2 separate regions of the Mus musculus genome follow, and region 1 is linked to region 2. Evidence: chromatin contacts called from public Hi-C data. All regions are on one chromosome and are shown on one strand. Each heading gives the region's core, a stretch centred on a gene start, on an enhancer-like site or on the middle of the called end of the contact. The rest is flanking DNA. Distances are from core to core; before and after follow the strand shown.

Region 1 (5,749 bases), core at 1,946-4,445, 310 kb after region 2:
CTTGGGAAATAACTAGAGAGCCTGCAAAGTGTTCTGTTATTAGGATTTACTATAAAATTAGCTATCGTTGTTACTATATGATAAATTTGCCCTAGCTGTTCAGTCTTATGAGACAAATCCAAGGAAAACTTTGCTGACCTTCAGACTCCTATGTGATAATGAGTTTAAATATGTACCTAGAAGCAGAATTTCTTAGTCAAACAGCACATTTCTCTACAACAGGCTGCTGAGACCCAGTCACTAAGAGCTCCACCCACCACCTCAGAGTTGCTGACATAGCTCTGCGGAGCTGCCCCTGTGTCTGTCTCACACTTCTGAATGTGAATCCAGTCAACAGACAAGAGCAGGAGGTTACCAGGCAACAGTTTCCATTTTCTCATCTTAAAGTCTCCATTCTTTTAGCTGTTTATATCTCTCCATTCGAACAATAATTGCAATACCCAGTGTCTTCTATTCTGTCTACCAAGATCTACAAGATCTATCACGGTTAGTAACTATTAGGACAGACAAAGGCCAAGTCACACAGGAAGACGGTAGTACTAGGAACCCAGTTTAGGACTATGCATCTGTGTTTCAATTTTCCCACCAGCTTCATTTTCCTGGCCAGGGATCCAATCCAAACCCCACATCACATTTACCTACTTAATTATATTTTATCTAATCTGCAAGTACAAATTAATACCCAGTTTTTCACTACGCTACTGTGTGTGCTAATTTGTTTATTTATTGCATTGGGTTGAACCCAGAGCAGAGTGTATGTTGAAGACATTTACTACCACTGATCTCAGCACTAGTTCCCTTCAATGGCTCTCAACAATAATTGCCCTGGTGTTTCTCAGAAGGATTTCTACAGCAGTTTGAGAACTATTTCCTCGACATTTCAAGCAAGACATGTAGTTTTAGCTGGAATAGGACAGAGGGAACAGTGGCCCCTTTTCTAAGCATCTTATCAAACGTCATGTACCACCAATATGACTTGCTAATGGTAATGTCAACTTGGATAATTTGTTTAAGGTGGTGGCAGCCAGTATTTTCTATTGGAAACTTTCTAACTGATACATCTTTCTTGGGGAGACTTTTTTTCATTCTGCGTGTAGTGTATGTTGATTACACATTTATTACTTTCTCACAGGCTATGTCAATAATCTAAATAACTGACTGACATACTTACTGGGGGGAAGCACATTTACCAACATGTTCACCTGGCCACAAAGGTTTTATGAGACTGAAGCGCTACCTACTGCGCTAACGAGGCTCCTTCACAAAGGTTTTAGAATCAACTGTTCAGACCAGTTCATGATCTTTTCCTTCAAGTGTGATCTGCCTATGACTTCTTACAGAAATATTTTGTGGGTAGCTGACTTTCTGCTTTTATATTTATATCCATCTTAATTCTCACTAGGGCTGTACCTAATGCCACAGCACACTCTTCTGCTTGAAGAAGAGTTTTCCAAAAATTAGCTTTTCCCAAGCATCAGTTCCACACATTTCCATCAAGAATTGATGTTAGCAAAGGACAGGGGCTTTCTACGTTCTGTTACTTAAGGCTAATGCTTCTGAGGGGTATGTCAGTCTTGGGTTTACTTCTACATAGTGCCTTGCACGTGAAAGCCTCTCAAATCAGCCTTTCTTTATTGACTTAGAGGATAAACGTTTGGGGGATTCTTGTGTGGTGAGAAAGACAGTCTCTCTGCTCCATTGACTATAGCAGACACCCTTGGGTTGGCTGCCATTCCCTCCTTCTCTTTAGTGAGCTTCAGGTTAGTGTTGGATGTATGGTGCTGCAGGAGGGGAAACGATGCATGTGCTTCTGGTAAAGCTTTTGTTTGCCTCAAGGCATTGGAGGCATAGCTGTTTACATTTTTTTCCCCAATTTCTTGTCTGGATAAACAGGTAGTGTCTGGGTTGCAACAGCTTCTTTTATATAAGACAACATAAGATAAGAAAGCAATGATATTTATTGCTCTTCACATCTTTAAATTTCAGAAATGAACCAAGGAACCATCCATCCATCTGCTTCGGAACGTGTTCCACACTGGTTTAAGCCATGTGGCTAGATGTTCTTCTACTAGACTAATAAAAACATTCCTGGCTTATGTTTCAATGGACCGGAGAAGCAGAACTTGCACTTCGGTAAGTCCTGAAGACCTTTAGTTACAAGGAGATTTGGTCTCGAAAAGAAGTCAGAATTCTCAGGCGTGATGGTATTCTGGATATGCTCTGCTGCTAGCTATGGTATTAGCAAAACAAAAGATGTTCTTTTCTAAGCTGTGCTCAATAAAGAAGGTGATGGACAGTTAGCAGAGAGGACACACATCAGCGTTAGACTTTTTAGATGTAGAAACAGGAAACCTGGTTCATCTCATAACAGAGAAATGCGAGCTTAGTCCACACAATGCAGTGCTACATAGGAACACACTATGGTGAACGGAAAACTGTGGAAGCCACTGGGGTGCCCTGAACCCAGGGGAGAACAGCAAAGTGGAAGGCTGAGGCAGACCACAGAATTCACTTCCCTTGGGTCCCAGCTGAACAGCCGGCCAGTTCTCATGCACACCAAAGCTCAGCTTTCTCATTGTAGGGTAATGTGTGATTATTGACTTTATTATGGCATATTCCCCAAGAAAAATGGGATTGGCTATTCAAGTGAGCAATAGTGAGTAGTAAACAACATTTGTTAATACCAAATTGTAGTTTGAACTGAGGGCAATTGTCATACTCCACAAATGCAGAAGAGAACTCTCATTACTTTCTTACAGATTTGTTGACAGTGCTGAGAAATACTAAAACAAGTACTCTACCAATGCTGAAAAGCAGTCTCCTTTCCCTTTATATATTGAGACAGTGTCACATTAAGTTTCCTGGGCTGGCAGTGAACTCTCCATAGCCCAGGCTAATAAGAGCTGCAGATCTTCCTCCTGTCTTGACCTCTGGGGTAGCTGGGATTGTGGCTCTGCATCACTAGGCCCTTGTTCTAAGTGAATGCAGGTGGAACAGATGGGCAATGTTTAATGTGGAACAAGGCATCCAGTTGAAGGCTTCCTGTGTGCTTGGGGTTATGAACATTGTCCCCCTGGCTTATTTCTTGCAGCCTGTGGTTGAAAGGTTAGCTCACATAGTCTTAGCACTTTCAGACTCTGAGTCTACAAGCCCATGGTGGTTGGTTGATGTCCCACAACAGTCTCTTCATCTGTGTTAATTGGGGAACTATTTGGGCTATTTTGGGTTCCAGCACATTCACCAGCAGTGGTGACTACTCAAAGCCAAAGTCATTTAGCCAACAGTACTAAAAATACCTTTGGTTTCAGCCAGTCAATTTTCTTCTATTTTCACAATTAGTGGCTCTGCCTGGAAACTGCCTGCCAGCATGCAAATCTCCTCCTGGTGCTGATGGAAATCTGAGAATGTGCTAAGCTGTGGAAGGCTTAAGAGCAACATTATTCATTCACTATTTGAAATATTTAAACAAATGGAAATCAAAAAAAGAGATGAAATCTCATTATAAGAAATGAATGGCTGCTTTCTGCGCTCTCTACAGTACAGTCTCGATACCATTTACATAGCATTTGTAATATTAATATTATCGGCATGAAATAAATCACATCCTTCACTTTTACATTTTTAATTACATTTTACTGCATTTGTTCTTTTGTTTATAGTTAACTAATAAAATATTTATTACATATTACATATATGATGGCATTTCTGTATTTTAATCAGATTTTACACATAATCTTTTCTCCCTCTTTTAGTATCTTTTTTATGACCCTACACACCACAGGATGTTGTTTGGTGGAGAACCTCATTATTTTTTAATGCATGGCTATTTATTAATGTATTGTGTATATAACACACTATGCATTTCTTTGAATTGATGAATACATTTACATCCACTTGAGAATGAAAATTCCCCTAAGGGCCAATCTCACATTTCTCTCGCTGTGCTGCCAGAAGCGGGATCCTGATTGTTTTTCTTATTTTGCTGAGGAGTGGAAAGCAAAAAGGGGAGAAAAATACCAGATTGGGGGAGGTGGGGAGGAAGGGGAAATATAGTGAATCTTGTTTTAATTTCAAATTTCTGGAAAACCATTCTTCTAAAGTAAAAAAATTAATGCCTCATTGCAAAAAAAAAAAAAATTTGAGAGCATGCAATTAATTTACCTCCTGTGAAATCTTATAAGCAATATGCATTATTTTTGATCATTTGATCTGGCATGGCATGGCTGGAGCAAATTATCTGCTTTTGTGTTTATTTAATGCCTCCCTCTCCCGTTCTACCATATTATCCTTAAACATTAATTGGAGGACCAGAGAAATGCTCAATTAGCTATGTTTGCAGGTATTACAGGACATTCTTTCACAGATGTAGCAAGCATGACTTAAAAACTCACTACCAACCACTCCAGTTGTGCAGAAGGTAAGATCTATATTAGGCTGCAGATTTAGCAAGAGAGGAATGATCCCCCGCCCCCACCCCCCATGCACTGTGAATTGACTGCAAAGGTAGAATTGTTCTGAGGCATGCAGGGTGGATCTAAGTCAAGCATCATGATAGACATCAGAACACTTATCTGGGTTCTCTTTGGAGCAGCACAGAACAGTAGTTACTATCAATGGATAGAAACACAGAGCATAGGAGCCTGGGAGAGTGGAGAGCCAGGGGAGGGAGCAGCAGTACAACAAGCAGCCAGTTTATTTTCTTCTGTTCTCTTCTGAGAACTTTTCTCTGGAAGCTACAGAGATGAAATATGTAGAAGCAAAGTGTTCCTCCACTGTGTTCTCCTTCTGGCCACCATTGAAACTCTTCTGGCTATCATCACTGCCAGTACTGTTGGAAGCCTTTCCAGCCTCAGCATTTCAAATGCTTCTGTTTTAAAAGGTTCCCACATGATATGGAGAGGGTGTAGAATGAGACTTAGTCACCTCTAATTTCACTACATAAATGTATACATGGTGATTATGTATGCAGAAAATTCAATATGAAATGTTTCCTATAATCAACATTTCTAGAGTAACTGTCCCCATCTACTTGTAGAGAGACACAGAGCACATTTATCAAGTATCAACATCTTCTAGGCAACAGGGCTCCTATGAGTGTCCTTGTAGGATGGATGGTGAGCTCCTTCAGCAAAGGGAGCACACATGGGACACAGTTGAGACAGTCTTTCTCTAAAGCTACAATGATTTTGCACAAGCACGTAAGGATATTCTCAGGGTGAAGACATAATTGATGCCTTTCTTCCCAGATGTGTCTTGTGGCCTGCTGGTGGCACACTTCTCAGTACAGCTATGAATGTGGCTCAGCAATACACCTGTTGCTACATCATTTCAGAATGTCAGAATGTTAGATACTCCAACAGAAAAGCTATGAGAACTTGGGGTGGATTTCAAGTGAAGGACAAGAAAGCATAGTTGGAGATAAACATATGTAATGTTTTGAAAAATTTATGAGTTTGGGTGTGGGTCAAAGGATCTCTTCGGCATTTAGATTGATTTATCAGAGCCTGTTTCCTGATCTAGATAGAGTTAACTTGACAGCAGTTAGCTATCACCACCCTTCAGAGATTTACCTGGACACTAAACATTTTCATCTCCTCTTTCTTTGTTGTTTACATTTGCCCTCTCCCCCTCTAATTACATCCCTTCCTTTCTCTCTTGAAATCTCTCAAGGTTTTGATTCATTCCCTTTAAACAAGGTTAAGGCATTTTTCCACCTGCCATTCATCTCCTTTTATCCAGTGGACTATAA
Region 2 (6,467 bases), core at 2,833-5,332:
TCTACTTCTCTTGGTACTGGCAGCTCAATTAGTTACTCTTTGTCTCGTTCTCTTCCATGCAATGGCTAGCAGACCAGCGTTGCCTCAGTTCCAGAATATCCACTAGGCTTCATTGGTAGTTCACACTTTCTAGAGTACCATTTTCACTCAGCAGGAGTCTAAGGAACTGTTAAAGGACACCCTGTTTGGGATTTTCTCACACAGGGCTTCTATCAGTTGCATAATGTATCCCATTCATAAAAGTGTGGAAATGAATCATTTTATCCTGGCATGGTGTCGTATGAATGCAATTTCTGCACTGGGGAGGCTGAAGTGGATAGATCTGTGTCTCCGACCAGCCTGGGCTAAACATCCACATTGTCTCAACACAAGACGAGACAAAAGAATTCCCTAGTTTAAAACACTGTAGGCTTTGAACATTAAAGGCTATCTAAGCAACTCATGGGTGGCCCTAGTCTGCCTCCAATTTTCTCCATCTGAATTTGATTGTGACTCAAAATGTCTTTGTTTAATTCAATTTAGTTAAGGGACCTAAGTAGGAAAAGGAAGTTGTCTTCTTCCTTTCTTTTTGAATAGAAATTGGGGAACATTTTTCATGATCTTATCTCTCTCCTGAGGAGTGGAACATCAAAGTGACCTTGACAAATCCTGTTGTAATCTATTTCTAAATCGACTGTCCCAAGAGACTTGTTCTGCCCTCCCAAGCTTTGTATTTTAGTTGAGTAAAAGGGGAAGAAGCCAATCATTGTCTACAATGCAAAATGCACAATGACAGCTAAATCTCAACCGAGTAACTAGAAAACCACAATTTATTAAGAAATCATATTTAAAAGTAATATTAACATATTGAAACAAGGCTTTTATAAGATCAGGAGGTTAACGATATCTTCTTATTCTGTAGAGTATATAAGATATTAATAAATAAGGTCATAAATACAACAATTATAACAGCAATTGATCGGCATGGCGTCCCTAAAGTTTCCTCACATCTAAAGCTAGTTAAAAATGGGATGTTGCCTGGTGAAATGACCAAATTCCCCTTTCTTCCCGGACTGGTTATGTTACAATTTCCTGTCCTTTCTACTTCCCATACTTGAGTGTGGTCTTGTCCACTCCTTCTGGAAAGGAGGAAAAGAATAGCCACCCTGATAGAATGAACTAACAGGGCAGCTGAAGTGAGTCTGAGCTCCCTCTGCAGATGAAGCCATCCATATTCACACTATCCACATCTAACCTTGTGAAGATTGCATAGAAACCTCCTGTGAGATAGGCACTGAGAGCCCACACCAAAGCATCAGAATCTTGGTGGCAAAGAAAGACAAGGATCGATAGAGAGCAGACAAGCATCATCTGGAAGACCCTGACCACATCCTACTACTGTATTTATGTTTAGTATTTATTATTGTTTATTAACTACTTCCTCAATCATGGTGGTATGATTATGCACAGAGGAATAGTATGAAGGATTTGTATTTATGTGTTTATAATGCAAAATGTACAAACATGGAGAGAAATTAGTAATAACTGTAGTTATCAAAGGAAACAAGCCTAATTAAAGAAATAGCTGCTCCAAAACCATATGCAACTCAAAGCCGAAAAAGACAATTCAAATTTAATGAATGCCTTTAATATTAATTACAGAATTCTTAACAATACTTTGGGAGAGCTCTCTTGGAGAATTCAGCTTACTGTTTAACAGTTTCTGACTAATTTTATTAACCTGTACATCTGAGAGGATCAACCCCCTCTGGGTTTAATTAGAAGGAAATTCAATTTGGATCTAAATGTCAACAGTGGTTACTAATTATGGCAACGCTCGGGACAGGATAGCCTGGCTGCAATCAGGCAGGTTCCTAGTAACATTAACGCCTTCTTTCTGAGTTCCAAGAGAGTTTGGATGTTTTAAAATAAATACAATTCAGCATGGGACACTGCTAATATCATGAGCCCCTACTGCTAGGTGCAGACATGCAGAAGTGGATGCCAAATTAAATTACAGGAATCTCTCAAACATATAGCTGAATAATAAGCAGCTACAAAACTAGGTCAGGGTTGAAAAGCTGGCTCCGAATGCCCCTCCCCCAACATGCAAAATAAATACCCCACTATCTCTGAATAGAAATCATTCTTTTGTTATGCCCTTTGTCAAGAATACATTATTGCAAAATGATATTTATTTCCACAATCTTCACAGCTGTGAGCACAACTAAATTAATCTTTCTAGAACTGATTTCATTTGCAATTTCATGATTACAATTATAAAATGTAAATTTATTACTTAAAAAAGAAATGATTATAAAAGACATAGATTTAAAAAAAGACAGTTCCTTATCTGTTGGCTTGTTTCACTTAATACTAATGAAATAAATAGCTGACTAACCCTGGGATAAAAACAAACAGTCTGAAGATGGTTGTAAAATATGGGAAATGAAAGCTAGGAAGACAATTTTAAAAAAGCAGCCCTTTTAATGCAGAGCATACAGGAATCATATGGCTTAAGGAAAGACCAGAACACTGCCTGTTGTTGCAGTGAGGTTGATACTCATGGTCAGCCTTCTGAAGTGTTTCTGTTGCTCCATGGCATTAAATACAAAACATACTTGGGTGCTACTGATCTTTCCCCACCTGCAGCTTTCAGTTTTATTCTCTTAAATGTTAAATGCTAGAAAGCCATTTTCAGACTGTTTAATATTGATGACCCAAATAATAGATTCATTTATAGAAATCCATATTTACAAGATTTCTTTTCTTTTTAGCAGAAATTAGTCAATAGATTGGTATTTTCTTCTTTAAATATATTGTTTCTTATAATTAATATCCACATGTCTACTGTGTGCAGTGAATTATTCTGGGTGCTAAGACATACAACAATGTAAAAGTAAGCATTATCCAATTATGCTAGTTAAAGCACTAATGACAGGATTGGATTTTTGTTTTATTTGGTTTTCAATAACCAGGAGAAAATAAACCATCTACCTTACAAAATGTCTTTATTTGCGTAACTTCTCTCCCAAACAAAAATAATCTATTTCTTAAAAATATCAATTTAATTTTCCCCATTTAAAAACATGACTTGTGAGTCCAGGCAAATACAATTAGCACATGCATTTTATTAAATATATTCAAGTGTCAAATGCCTATTTATGGAAAGACCACTAATGATAACTTAGGCTCAACTAAAAATGAATGTCAATAAATGGTTCTATAAGCACTTACGCTCATAATAGATGCAATAGCATCTCTGAATAAATATTAACATGTAAAACTGCTATTTATCATGTCAACGCAATCAATAGAGACCATATTTCTGGACTAGGAATGCATCAGTAATCTTTCTGCATTTGCCCGAAATCACAAAGCAAAAATGCAAGCACTGTCACAAGACATTTATTGTATTCAATTGGATCCAAACTGGTTGCTGTGGAAAAGGCAATTTAAGCTCGTGCAACAAAATAGTCTATGTATATATGAATAAATTATTTTTACTATGATTCCTTTCTATTTTCTTTACCTGCCTAAGATGCAGATTTTCAATAAGAGACTCCTACAGCTTAGTAGAGTGTGAGTCTGGTAGACTTCTGAGTCACTCTCCCACTCAAATCATTAGCTGCCCCCTCGATTATCATGAAGGATAATACACTGTTGAGGGTGTCTATATTGCTTCTTTACTGTTCACAGCTACAATCACCTCCATGAGAAAGGCAGACTTCTTTCCTTTAAGAGTCCATTTTTCTTTTTACCTCTGGGAGGCGTGATACCTCCATCAGGCTGCTGGGGACCAGCACCTTTCCACTACAGTCACTGCTTTCTGCAGTAGTTGCAATGAACATCTGCTGCTATCACACTGAGGCGGTTAGAGACTCATACTACTGTGTTTGGAAATAAATGAATTTGGAAAGGCCATGTCCATGCACACTGTACTTTGATCTCACTCCTCCTTCACTTCCCCTTCTTCTCTCTCCTTCTCCATCTCTCTTTGTCTCTCTATCTCTCTCTGTCTTAATATCTCTCTCTCCCTCCCTTCTCCCTCCCTCTCTCTCTTCAGCTTGCATACTACCCTAAGAAATTTGCCTTTCTTTGTCTTTCTCCAGTGTCTCTCAAAACACCAACACACTGTCCCTGGCACCATATCATCCCCTAGAGGGAGACAGGCATAACAAGTGAGCTTTGCTGCTTAATTGTAAAGCTTTGAGGTCACTTTAAAACTAGTATTTAATGACTTGCTCTCCTTTGCTAAGGGTGCCCTTGAGATAATTTTCATAGAGGCATGCTGTTATTAAACACCTGTTAGATGCTAGATTTCTCAGAAGAATGAGACACACTCTTTATAACTTAAGTAAACGAAATAAACAAGAACAATGGTATTAAATGCCTGATGGACATTATAATAGGACATGCTTCTTACACTGGTTTTAAACTGTAATTTACCAGGTCATATTATTCTGAATATTATATTACAAATTCGGAGCAGGTGTTTAAAGCTATTTTCCTACTTGATTAGATGTTAACTCATTCTCTCTGCATAACTGAAGCTTTGCTTCAGATCTTCTGATAACAGAAACGGAAGCTGGGAAACCACAGCTCAATAATAAGGTGAATGGAAAAAGAGTTGGTTTCCGTCTCTCGCAACTGCTTTCCTTCATGTGTTCCACTCAAAAAGAAAAAGAGAGAGTGTGCGTTCTCGATTGTACCAACAACCATGGCATAAAGGCTAAGCACACCTGACTGCTTTGCACTCCCTAGTGGCATAAAAGCTTCAGTTTCGAAAGGTTTTCAAGTAATCTAAATTTTTAAAAATTTTCTCTAAGACCATAAGTTGCAAGTCAAGACTGTGTGAACTCATAACGCCACGTAGTCCGTTGAAATTGTTCTAACAACTAACATGGTGATGTTCCAAGGAAAACTGCAGTTGTCAGATGTCCTTGAATGGCAGCCTCACATGCTCCTCAGAGAAGCTGAGTCAGTTTCATGGACAAGGGTCTAAGTGAAGAGAAAACATCTGAAGCACCTGCATAGGAAGGCAGGGCAGGCGTTGGAAGGATCTCCCTTTCTGCCCTTACCCTTGACCTTAACCCTTGGGTTCGGTGACGCAGAAGAGCCCTCACATTTCACTCTAGGATAAAGAATATTCTAGAATAACAACTTTCAAGGTGGGCTGCGCTGTGGATAAAACATCCTTGGACAGACTCAAGATGCTGGGCCTGTGAGGTCATGCTGAGGTAAATGGCATGAGCATTTTTGCTGAAAGATTTTCCAGGCTTCCTGAGTGACACCGAAAGGTCCAGATGCACACAAACCACTTGCTGGCCTCCCCTCCATGCTGCCCTGGACTGTAGGGAGAGCTAACTCTGACTATGGGCAGACACTGAGTTTTCACACTGTGGACACAAAAGAATCTGCTTTGGAAATTTTTAAAATAATGTGCTCATAATTAATATCATTCTCGTTAAATGGGGCATTGAATTACAGGGTAGTCAATAATCCTACTGTAACCACTCAGGACCAAAAACAAATGTAATTTTATTCCTTTTTACACCACTGAGCATTTTTTAAAGAAACAGATCATCCTGTGTAGTTTGTGCAGGATTGATTCAACTAGATATTGTAACCTATCAACGACTCCTGAGACTTCTGTTTATAATTTTTACTTAGGTAAATCCTGATTAATTTTCTCAGCAGGATGCATTCTTTGCCTACATGAATAGTAAGCTCTCATTCACTTCTCTCAGTGATATGAATTTGGACCATAAGCTTTTTCACATCGAAAGGTCTATAAAATATCGCTGCTGTATTATTTTCAGAGTTCTGCATTTCCAACCTGCCTGGTCAAGAGATTTGTTAGTCTTCAGCACTGAATCTGAATTATTAGCAAATAAGGAAGCCGAAAAACAACAAAAGGGCCCACAACCCTGATCTTATCAAAATAATTATGAACCTTAATGTTCCACTAGGCACCAGGAGAAAGACAATGTGGTACAAAGGCGCACAGTAATGGAAATAGACAGAAGTAGGCCAGCGCTCTGCTTTTAACAGTAGATACTTACTGCTGCGGAAACTACAAGACAATGAAAGACTGCCCAGCCAAAAATGAGATTTTACTTTGTGTCTCAACTGTAACGTGCTTATAGCATAACGGAAAGAAATGCTCATTTCCTAGGTGTCTTTTCCCACAGGCACATCGTCACTTGGAGCAGGCAAACAGTAACCACACATGGAGGTGTGGCTTCAGCCAGTGCAGTAGGAATGCGCTTCCTGTGTGTGCTTTCCTCTTGTAGTCATTGCACAGCATCACCTTACTTAACGGCTGGTTATTTAATATGTCTATGGTTTGGCTATTGAACATTTGGGAGATTGATTTGCTATATAAAAGCATTTCTTCTCATAAAACTTGGCTGTAGCTCTATGATTCTTCTTTCTTTAAATTCGAGTGATAAGTTGATAAATAGAAAATAACTGATGAGTGCATA

What was found. Hi-C and Micro-C count contacts between places; a contact is called where the count stands out from the background.
Region 1: a Hi-C map of the CH12 cell line shows a contact between it and region 2, with 4 times the contacts expected there. The contact joins two enhancer-like sites. A contact is called at or near these places in 6 of 484 Hi-C or Micro-C datasets (B cells, the CH12 cell line, the MNK3 cell line and 3 more) and 1 of 115 datasets of contacts at active chromatin or transcription factors (memory CD8 T cells).

What each region holds. Positions count from the first base shown.
Region 1 is chr4:7,212,021-7,217,769 of GRCm38.p6, forward strand. It overlaps Gm33646 (a long non-coding RNA gene), which reads left to right. Exons shown (of 6, transcript XR_390373.1): 5 at 1,987-2,133; 6 at 3,340-3,566. Among named protein-coding and RNA genes, the nearest start is that of Gm33646, 23 kb to the left of the region's middle. Within about 2 kb of position 3,196, at least 7 of the 459 cell types and tissues checked have an H3K27ac peak or open chromatin away from gene starts, as enhancers often do. A contact at or near this core is called in the CH12 cell line, where this site is marked.
Region 2 is chr4:6,897,704-6,904,170 of GRCm38.p6, forward strand. The region is part of intron 1 of Tox (thymocyte selection-associated high mobility group box); the gene reads right to left. Among named protein-coding and RNA genes, the nearest start is that of Tox, 90 kb to the right of the region's middle. Within about 2 kb of position 4,083, at least 45 of the 459 cell types and tissues checked have an H3K27ac peak or open chromatin away from gene starts, as enhancers often do. A contact at or near this core is called in the CH12 cell line, where this site is marked.